Regions from separate parts of the Sus scrofa genome. Here all the other regions are linked to region 3. A link is a contact called in public HiChIP or PLAC-seq data. All regions are on one chromosome and are shown on one strand. The core of a region is the stretch at or near the end of the contact, and the rest is flanking DNA. Distances in the headings are between cores, read along the strand shown.

Region 1 (3,692 bases), core at 1,114-3,613, 260 kb after region 3:
TGACAATTAAAAATTCATTTTCCACTAGGCATATTATGATATCAGGCAGTAATAAAGCTTAAAGTCACCCTACTCTTTTGTTTCTGTATATGATAAAACATTCTAGTTGTATTTATAGGAAATTAAGAAAGAAATGATAGAATATCTTCAAATTGTGTCATGTTGAGTGTTTGGAATATGTGATATTGACTAGCACATCCTTAGCCCTTTTTCTTTTTAACCTAAAAGAAAGTCTCCTTATGCTGTAATGTTCATGTTAACAGAAAAGGATTATGAAAAGAACTGGGGAAACAACTATAATATCATAATGCCTTTTCAGAGATTTAACACAGATACATAAGTGAGCACTTCAATAATAATTTTTAGGAACCCCTAAGTTCTTAGGTTAGCCTTTGATAAAAAGGAACTTGTTATATCATACCTACCCTAACAAAAAAAGCAAACATGAAACGTAGAATGCTTCAGTTACTTTTGAATATAGGACAATATGATATTGCACATTTTTAGCTCCTTTTTAACTTTTGATTCATATATATGAATACATATGGCAAATTTGCGCACAAGTGGTTCACAAGTAATCAGAACATCTTTTTTTTTTTTTTTTTTTTTTTTTTTTTTTCTTTATACATTTAATACTAATTTAATGAACATCTTAAACTCTATTTAAATGTATTTATGTTTAATCACACAGATGTATAACTGCCACCCTAACATTATGAGTTTTACTTTTCAAAAGTGTTGACTAATTTGTAGGCACATTTCCCAACAAAGTTGTTAATAATTTCAACAAAAAACTTAAATTGGAATGACATCTGCAATTAAGCAGACGTCAACAGTATCTTCATTAGTCTTTTTCTTTGGCCTTCCTTCACCTATTACTAAACATTATCTTGGTTTATAATGTAACATGTAGGAATATATAAAATATTAAGGGTATAAAATCAGCTTTATTCTTAGAGACTCATACTACATAAATACAAATAGATATCAGTATCAAGTACCCAAAATGTAAGACTTGGATATAGTAAAAAAATTTTTTTTAAATTTTATTACAAAGTCAAATTGATAGGCCTGGGGGGAAATTGCCTTTAAACTTTTTAGTTGTAATTGAAAGCACAGATCAGTGTATGTAGAATTGAGAGGAGACCCTGTCCCCATATTCCACTACAATTAAAGTATATCTAATATAGCAGAATTTAATATCTTTGTACTCATGTAATAGTTTTATAAATATTTAATGTGTGTAAAGAATGTATGTTACACTCGGTTTTGATTTCTAAGATAATAGTGATGTTTTTAAATGCAGTAGGTATGTATTTCACTCACTGGCTTAAAATACTTCTGTCCTAGGACTGGGCAGATGTTCAGGTTCATGCACATGATTATTCCCAGTGTGTTCATCGGAAAGGAATTCCAGAGAAACAGAGATCTCTCTTCACAGTAACCTTAATGGATAGTAAAATCCATAGTAGGCATTTTACGGCTTTTTTTTTTTTTTTTTTGCAGAAATTTTTAAAAAGCTATCTTGAGAAGCACAGTGTCTTATTTTAATGTTTGGAGCACTATATTGTAATCTAGGAGGCAGCTATTTGTACAAAGGAAGAAATGTTGTTGTGTCATAAGTCTTAAGAATGGCTATCACTCTAAATCTGGAGTGAAGGATTTCAGATTTCAGGTAGTTTCAGAATGAGAAGTTAGAGGGATGGTCCGTGATCCCAGATTCTTGAATTACTCTAAGTCATTTTTTTGGCATACTTTTATTACAGCGTACTTATTTACATATCTTTCTGAGTTTATTAATATAGTCCACATGTTTGTAATTTTAAATAGTTGTAAAGTCAGTCCATTGTATTGCTCTGCTATTAACTTGTTTAACCACCCCACCTACTGTTGAACATTTGGATTGTTTCCAATTTCAAAAACAGTGCCACTGGAGATACTTTTGATATACATTCTATTGTTCTTTTTTTTTTTTTTTGTCTTCTTACAATAAAAGAAAATAGAAGTATAAGAAAAAGTCCTAATTGTACATCTTCAGAAGAGCAATAGCGCAAAGCCTCAGTCATGTTAACAAAATTTTTATATCTCTTTTTATCTTTACGTACCATTCCTTTTCTTATTAGTTCTATGACAATTTGTTATATGTATTATAAATATATTTACATAAACATCTCCAGCAGATCCAATTCTTGTTACTGGCTAGTTTTTCTTCCCTCTCTGTTTCTGTGCTGGACACAGAGCAGTAAGCTGGCTTTTGAAGAGATGCCAGCTCTGACTCATTCAGATCTGTCATTCATGCAGTCTCAGAGGAGAAGTGATGGCCCTACCGCAGCCACCACCCTCCCAATGACTTATCTTCCTGCTGTCTGGTGACTTTCACAAGTCAGAAGTGCTTACTCATATGTGTAGTCCAGGTCAGTGCTCTGCCCAAGGTCAAGGAGCACAAGATGACGTGCCATGCTTGTTCCCTTCCACCCAAGTGGCTTAGACTCATCGGAAACTACAGAATGGCACTGGGGCACCTGGAAAGTAGTAGAAGCACTAGTGAGGTTGTATTCTCTTGTTAGGGTTGCTGTAACAAGGTACCACAACGTGTGGGGCTTAAACAACAGAAATGTAGGATCTCACAGTCTGAGATCAAGGTGTTGGTAGAGCTGGCTTTCCTGAGGGCCATGAGGGGGAAATCTGCACCACGTCTCTTCCCCCAGCTTCTGGTGGTTTATTGGCCATCTTCAATGACACTTGGCACATGGTAACATCTCCCTGTGCTCTCTCTTCATCCCCTCATGGCATTCTCCTTACACGTGTGCGTTTGTGTCCAAATTTCCCGTTTTTAATGAGGACACCAGTGATACTGGATCAGGTCCAACCCTAAGATCTCATTTTAACTTGACTCTGTAAAGACTCAATCTCCAAATAAATTCACTTTCTGAGGTATTGACTCTTAGAACACTAACATATCTTTTGGGAAGAACATAATTCAACCCATAACAGAGGTTAAAAGGAGTATGAGAAGGTTGGGAAGTCTTAAAGGAGGAGGTTGAATGCAGCAGATCTGCAAGAGCATTAAGATTTGATTCACTGATTTTTGACTAGTCCCTTGTAAGTCTGTTTCTTTGTTGACAACAGCAGCTGTGCCATGTAGGCCAGTGACCATCACACCCCAAAGGGGTGAAAGGTATAACTAAGCCATGAAAGGTATAACTAAGAGTCAAAACTAACATAAAAGTTGGTGCTTTTTCAAAAAGTGTCATTGGAAAACAGAACTTTTCCTAGAAGGAAAAGAAAATGTAAAAAAAGCCTGTGCTTACACATTAAATCTGGAGTTGTCATTTGCTTACTTAAGTCACTTGTCTTCTATGAAGGACAAGCTTCTGGTAGGAGAGTGGGTGCCCTTGCCGGAAAATTATATTTGGCATGACATCTCTAGATTTGGCCTAAGTTATGGTTCTTGATTTGAAAAATACTTTTAAACCTTTATGAAGTGTTGTGATTAAACTAACCCAACTAAATATGTTAGCAGGGTATGATCTTTTCTTTTTTAAAGCTGCCTCTGGCTTTTGAGAAAAAGATGTTTATACCACCCTGCTCTGTTATTTCTTTTCATCTTAAACACAGGGTGTCCTATTTGGGTGACCAGGAAAACATGCTAACAGAAAGCTGTAGAAGGTTGGCATTTTATTTTATTTATT
Region 2 (3,457 bases), core at 292-2,791, 190 kb after region 3:
AGGACTGTGTGTCTGCATCGTGGCTGTTCTCAGGCGATACCACAGTTGTCTGATCCTGAATCCTGAGCAGACAGCCCAGGTGTTTGAAGGGTTGGTATATCCTAGAGTTTGTAGTTTGTGATGAAATCTTACAGTGGTTTTAAGAGAAAAAATCGCACTGTTTGTTTCATAAAATGTTATAGTTAAAGAATACTTGCCCCAGGAAATTTTTTATTAGAAAGGAGATAAAAGCACGAAAATTATCTCTGCCCACCTGCCCACTTTTCTCCCTAGTTGCTATCATTTAAGCTACCCAGCATCCTGGCTTATTATGAGTGGTGAAGATATGATTGCTTCTTTGTTCATGTAATTTCAGTTTCTATTTGGAAACTCCAATACCAAATAAGCTTTACCTACATAGCATCTTATGGATTTTTTTTTTTTCAGTATCATTCCTTTTATAAATTAAGGAATTTTTTTGGACAAAAGTTAATCTAGAACAAATGACTTTTTCAATTGTTCATCTTTGTCAGTTTGTGTGAATTGTAGGCTAAGATTTACTCTATTACTGTTAGACAAGTTGGGCTAAGTAATTACCTAATATCACTCCCTTTAGAGGCTAAAGTTATTATACTTCTCTAGTAGAGAAGTTTATTTCTGTGCCTCTTCTCTATTTATACTCACCTTCACCCACAAATATAAATTGTTTGTATTAAATGTAAATATATTTTTTTTGTTTATATAGGTAACAACCAATTGAATCATCTACTTTTCTTAATTGCTGGAAACTTTTGCTGTAATTTACAGCTTTTAACAGTTGCCTGCATCTGCTCATGTCATTTCACAGAGCTTGGGATGCCATATTGCTGGGTTGTTTTGTTTTTTGCATCATTTCTTAGTTCTACCTCTGGTTTTTGTGTGATCCCAGTGTCCTTCTCAGCCTTGACATGTCAGGTTCCCTCCAGCTTCCCTCTGTCTCCTGAACAGTGGAGGGAGCTCTGGGTTGGGTTCTGGAGACCTAAGTTCTTCTTTTGGATCTGTTGTGTACTAGCTCTTTGCCTCGTGGGCAAGTTACATCACCCTTCTGAGCCCCCAAGCCCTCTTTCTAAAATGAGGAAATTGAATCAGATGATTTCTAAATCCCTTTTCAGCTTTAATAATCTGAGTCATCAGTGACACTAGTGCAGCAGTACTGACCGTGTAGCAGAATGCCAGATGGTAGTGAAATTAGACACACAAATAGGTGGATGGACCAAAAGTAAACAGGTGTTTACTTCTGTGTTGTATGAACTCTGGACAAAGAGGCCATTCTCTTGATTCGCAGAAAGGGGCACAGGATTAGAGTAGTAATGGTACTTTGAAACTGCAAGTTTTATAGTGAACTTAACTAAAAGAGGGATTTTAAATTCTTAAGGTAAATGAAATGTTTCTAGTTTGGATAAACAAACAGAATGTAACCTCAAAACCATGAATTCCTCAATTTCATGCTAGAACCAGCTCATGGTCTTGAAAATGAACTTCCTAGACTGACTGATATGAAGAAGTTGCTCCTTAACAAAGTGGTGGTTATAGGCCCTTCACAAATTCCCTGAATTTCTCAATCTTTTTCTTGAAGTGAGGTCCTCTCCTGCAACTTCGCTTTGGGTTCTAGTCACATAAACTTTACTGATGGATTCCTTCTATGTGGAGGAATTTCTTTCATATTGTTAATTGTATTTCTGAAGTTTTTTTTATTTTATTTTTTAAATTTTTAAGTGATTTTTATGTTTTCCATTATAGTTGGTTTACAGTGTTCTGTCAGTTTCTATTGTACAGCAATGTGACCCAGTCTCTCCTCTCTCTCTCTCACACACACACACACACACACACACACACATATATTCTTTTTCTCACATTATCCTCCATCATGTTCCATTATAAGTGACTAGATATAGTTCCCTTTGCTATACAGCAGTGAAGTTTTTTTTTTTTAATTTAGTGTTTCAGTATCATAATAGAAAACTGGTATCTTATTTAATTACTTACTATTGCTATAATGATTCGTGTCAACTGTCCTTTCTCCTTATTCAAGTAATACATGGACATATTCTCACTCGAAGAGAGTCAGACAACATAGGTATTAGCAAAATATGCACCTCATTTCTTCATATGTTTTTCTCCTTAGATTGTGTGGTGTGGTAAAACATGTTGTGAACCCCTCAGAATGTTCTTCCCCTGAAAGATGTATCTTAGCCTACCTCTATGATCTCTACGTGTCGTGTAGCCACCTCAGAAGTAAATTTGGAGACCTCTTCAGGTGGGTAAAAGAAAGGCAAAAGAATAGGAGTAGAATGGTGCCCATATTTGTTTGTGGACTAACCAATGTTATCATCCTTTGTAATAATGAAATTTAATTCTAATTATTATCTGCCAGAATTCATATTGAATTGTCTTTCACTATAGCTATAACCTCCTCTTCCAAACTACTATGCCTGTTTAGCTCTGATTGCAATTTTAAGATAAACCTGAGGAAAGTATTCTGTATTTTGTGCTTGCTGTTACCTCCCTTGGAATACTGTTTCCCACCCTTTGCATCATTCCTTTCTCTCAGCATTTGCTTCTCTGCCTCTTTGACCATCCTATTTCAGAGAGTGTCCCTGACTCCTTGTTATTCCCTGCCTCTTAGCATATGCAACACCAACAGGTAGACAGATGCTAGAAAATCCATATTTATTTATTTAATGTTATTTGAGGAAATTTAGATGTTTAATTGTAAGTAGGGGGAGGGAGGGAAGGAGATGGTAGTAGCTGGCCAAATAAGTTTGGAATCTAGAAGCTGACAAGGAAAGAATGATCAATTGCTGTTTTCTTTGCTTTCTCATGCCTTGCATCCAGTGTGTTCTAAATGCTTTGAGCTCTGCCTTCCAGGTACATCTGGAATCTGGCCACTCTTCATTGCTTTGCCCCTCCTACCATGTTCATCTCTTGGTTGGACCATCACCATTACCTTCTCCCAGATTTTCCCACTTGGACCCTTGACTCTCTTGAGCATATTCTCAACATATCTTCTAAAGTTATCCTTTTGAAACAAGAATAACTTGACGTTTTCTAATGGCTTCTCATGTACTCAGAATAAAATTCATAGTTCTTGCCTAGCCCTCAGGATCTGTTGGTTCCAGTCTTGCCTTTTGTCTCTTTCCCTCTGTTAACTTCATTTTAACTGCAGGGACCTCCTTATTGGTTTCTAGACACTGTAAGCACACTCCCATCTTGGGGCTTTTGCACGCTGTCACCTATCTGGTAATACTTTCCCCTGTTACTTAACTTGCTCACTCCCACAGTTCATTCAGAGCTTGACTTCCCTGACCAGCTTATTTGAAATAGCATGACCCTCCTCCCACTCGCTGTCATTCTCTGAGCTTGATCATCTCCCCTCCACCCCGCACATTACATGTTTGTTTATGGTCTGGCTCTTTTCTAGAATGTAAGCTTCGCGAGA
Region 3 (3,631 bases), core at 219-2,718:
ACATTGGCATAGAACACATACTTGCCCTCTCTATCTCTAAGGAGACATGAGCACTTTGAGAATTCTAAAGCCCTATATACGTAAGTCTTAAAGAATTGTTACTGTTAATGATAATAACGTGGCAAGCATTATTAGTATTATTGTGGAAGAACCAGTCTGAGGGCATAATTCTCTGATAAGGAGTTCTATAAAGTGGTGTGGTTAGGATTCAGAAACAGCTCACTTCTTTTTAATGCACTTCCCCTTTTTTGGTTTCATAATTTGTGTTAGGACTTAGACAACACAGTAGGTAGTAGAAAAACTGACCAACCCCTGCAGTTGCAATAAGGTTGAGGTTTGTGCTTGCTGAAGACATGTTTAGGTATGCTTGGGCCCCAGACTGCAGAGTGCTTCCCACGTCTGTTTGGGAAATTTGACCTTTACCCCTGGGTTCCCTTTTCTCTGGATAGGGAGTGGGGAAAGCAGCTGTCTAGAGGACTCAGAAATCTAAGGTTCAGGCTGGTGTGTGTGATCATTCTCGGTATTTGGTGAAAGCCTGCTAAAACCATTATGCATGGGCATGAAGGCATTTGAGGGCTTGGTCCTGCCCTGTGGTTGGACTGTGGCCAGCGTGAGAATAGGAGCTGGCAGTGTGCCCCCTGTGGGGTGTGCCAGGCATGCGTTCACAGCTAGCCATGGAGAATGTTATTCCATTACCTGCCCCCCCCCCCCCGAGCCAGCTACTGCTTCCAAGTGATGGGTAAGGTAGAAAGTATACATCTCAACATCCTCGATGTTTACTTATTCTAGATTTATGCTACTTGGGTTTCCATTCAGTATATGTGAGATATCAAAGTCTATAACACTTAGAATGGGGCTCAGAGACTCCTGTCACCAGTGGCCAGGCAGGCGATATAAACTAGAGGTGGGCTGCTGTATACAGTTCCCCCAGAGGGTGAGGCCAAGGTCACTGGGAAAGGGGGCTGCCCTTTCTGCACCGGGTAGCCTTTCTTGGCTTCTGCTTGGTTTGCAGACCCACTGTTGCCTGACCTTCCAGAATTTCAGGAGAACTTGAATGTCAGCTTTCCCAGTCTTAAACCACTCTGCCAGCCAAGCAGTGTGTCTGTGGGCCATGTCCACTCAGATGCCTGTCACTCTCCAGCTCCTGGGAGTGTCTTATGCAGCACTCACTCACGATTGGCCCGTTCAGTGTTTCAGAACCATGTCTACTCTGCGTACTAGAGGCAGAGAAGCCCAGAATCCTCATGGGGGCCTTACAGTGGGGGCCGTGGGGACCTCCGGATTCCAATCCCTGCCTGAGTCTGTTGCCTGGGACCCACAGGCAGGGGTCACCTTGCTGACCTCCTCTCTGAGCAGCAAGCCAGGGAGGTGCCCCCTCCACCTTCCAGAGCCCCAGACCACTTCCTTCTGCTTGGCTTCTCTCCTGGTTTGTGCTGTGCTGGGCAGGAGGGAGGAAGCAGCTGTGGCTTTGGGTGCTCCCCAGGGGCATGGATAGAAGGGAAAGTTGAAAGGAAGCAGGAAGAGCTGCCTTTTCACTTCTCCCTCTGGTGCTGGAGGAGGCAGACTTTCTCCTGAGTAACAAAGGGAAAGGCCAGCCCAACTGTGCTGGTAACAGTGTGTGCCCAAACAGTGGCAGGTGTGCATTTCCTCTTTCCCTGACGGCAGATCCCAGCCACCACACACCAGACACCAGAATACCGACTGTTTATTGTTTGCATTTATTTTCTGCATAGACCATTCACAGAGTACTCCCTGGACAGGTGCAATGAGTTCATGTGAGATTTTTGACTGGAAAGTCCGGAGCAGGCCTTTCTTCCACTCTGGCCCAGGCCTCCAAGGCCAGACTAGCTCTACACCATTGTGGCCGGGGAACTCTGACCACATGATCCGCCAGGCCAAACCTCAGTTTCTTCACTGCCTCCAGCATTGAGCTGGGCCTAATGTGTCTTCCAGAGATGTTCACTGAATTGGTTTTTGGAGGCTCTTAAAAAAGCATCTGGGGAGTTCCTGTTGTCGCTCAGAGCAATGAACCGACTAGTATTGATGAAGATGAGGATTCGATCCCTGGCTTCACTCAGTGGGTTAAGCATCCGGGATTACTGTGAGCTGTGGTGTAGGTCGAAGGTGTGGCTCGGATCCCACAGCGTTGCTGTAGCTGTGGTGTAGGCCAGCAGCTCTAGCTCTGATTGGATCCCTAGCCTGAGAACTTCCACATGCTGCAGGTGCAACCGTAAAAAGGAAGAAAAAAAAAAAAATGACTGGGTCCTTGAACTGGAAGGGGCAACCCTTCTGAAAGATTTGCCTCGGAAGGGTTGGGGTGAAGGCAGGGATGAGCTCTGTGTAATATGTCAGTTTTACCAGTGGATCAGGTCCAGATGTATAAGAGGATCTGTGCAGGTGGAAGTGGGAGGGCAGCTGACAGGAGAGGTCTTGGCAGGCAAGTCAGCAGGTTAGTGCATTTCTTGGTGGTGTTACAGACGATTCAGTCACCTGGATGAGTCTCAGTTTCTTCCTTTGTGCATGGGGCATCCTATCTCCTGATGTGGAAATGGCAGGAAACTATATGGATAAAGCATTTCAAAATTAATAGTGCCTGGCTTTAAATGGTTCTCAGTAAACACTAACTGCTACCCTTCCTGACTGATGGGTTTAGGAAGGCAGTGAGACCCTGGAGAGATGGCAGGAATGTGATCCTTTGGTTCCCTTCGGACTACTGTGGGGACACACATACATATCACACAGTCTGGTAATCCATAAAGCACAGCCTGGACCTATCAGACGTTTTACTTTCTCAGATTTTCACAGAGGCTTTACCCCCAGTAGGGGGCGGTTGGATGGGACTGGCCCACCCCAGGCCCGCTGGCTGCTACCATGTTGTAAGAGCGATCACCCTCATTTCAGTGCTTAGGTCTTTTCTGTTCTTTTTAAACATGTTTAAGAAAAAAAGAAGTCATTTTATTTTTATTGCTTTTTTTTTTTTTTTAAGGGCTATACCCCAGGCATATGAAGATTCCCAGGCAAGGGTTCGAATCAGAACTGTAGCTGCTGGCCTACACCATAGCCACAGCAATAATACAGATCTTTAACCCACTGAGCGAAGTCTGGGATAGAACCTGCATCTTCATGGATGCTAGTCAGATTCGTTTCCACTGCACCACAATGGGAACTCCAAAAAAGTCACTCTTTAAAATGGGACTCAAGATAAGAGGGTCAAATGAGGCAGAAGTCAAGGAAACTAGGAAAGCACCCATAAGTGTCTTCCCATTGTGGTGCCTGTGGAGTTATTAATGCCGATCACGGCCCCGCCTGAGCTTCTTAGGCCTCGTGTTACTCATTTCCCCGCTGGACACCAGAGGAAGCCTTGCTAACCTTTTACAACTGTTTTCTTCTTTCTTAAAATAACTCTATTAGTAAAAGGGCAGTTATATTAACATGGTTGAGGGAGAAAGTGGTATGTCCAGACATTTAGACTTTGCTGTGATTGAGAAGGGCCAGTAATGAGTCCATTTCTATCATGGGTGGGCCTTTGAGTTTGTTTTTTCCTTCTTCAGCCTTTCCTTGAGTACTTCCTAGCACTAGGCCTTGTTTCAAGAAATTTTCCCTGGCTGATGAGACACACGTTTAAAAAGAG

What was found. HiChIP or PLAC-seq counts read pairs in DNA pulled down with a chosen protein or histone mark.
Region 1: an H3K27ac HiChIP or PLAC-seq map of alveolar macrophages shows a contact between it and region 3. The contact joins two enhancer-like sites. A contact is called at or near these places in 1 of 47 Hi-C or Micro-C datasets (alveolar macrophages) and 1 of 2 datasets of contacts at active chromatin or transcription factors (alveolar macrophages).
Region 2: a contact with region 3 is called in an H3K27ac HiChIP or PLAC-seq map of alveolar macrophages. The contact joins two enhancer-like sites. A contact is called at or near these places in 1 of 47 Hi-C or Micro-C datasets (embryonic fibroblasts) and 1 of 2 datasets of contacts at active chromatin or transcription factors (alveolar macrophages).

The regions. Positions count from the first base shown.
Region 1 is chr13:91,607,093-91,610,784 of Sscrofa11.1, forward strand. The region is part of intron 44 of MED12L (mediator of RNA polymerase II transcription subunit 12-like protein); the gene reads left to right. Among named protein-coding and RNA genes, the nearest start is that of IGSF10, 71 kb to the right of the region's middle. Within about 2 kb of position 2,364, at least 13 of the 83 cell types and tissues checked have an H3K27ac peak or open chromatin away from gene starts, as enhancers often do. A contact at or near this core is called in alveolar macrophages, where this site is marked.
Region 2 is chr13:91,542,885-91,546,341 of Sscrofa11.1, forward strand. It overlaps MED12L (mediator of RNA polymerase II transcription subunit 12-like protein), which reads left to right. Exons shown (of 46, transcript XM_021069608.1): 20 at 1-90; 21 at 2,144-2,275. It also overlaps a transcript of P2RY12 not described here. Among named protein-coding and RNA genes, the nearest start is that of P2RY12, 20 kb to the left of the region's middle. Within about 2 kb of position 1,542, at least 7 of the 83 cell types and tissues checked have an H3K27ac peak or open chromatin away from gene starts, as enhancers often do. A contact at or near this core is called in alveolar macrophages, where this site is marked.
Region 3 is chr13:91,352,878-91,356,508 of Sscrofa11.1, forward strand. The region is part of intron 11 of MED12L (mediator of RNA polymerase II transcription subunit 12-like protein); the gene reads left to right. Among named protein-coding and RNA genes, the nearest start is that of GPR171, 36 kb to the right of the region's middle. Within about 2 kb of position 1,469, at least 17 of the 83 cell types and tissues checked have an H3K27ac peak or open chromatin away from gene starts, as enhancers often do. A contact at or near this core is called in alveolar macrophages, where this site is marked.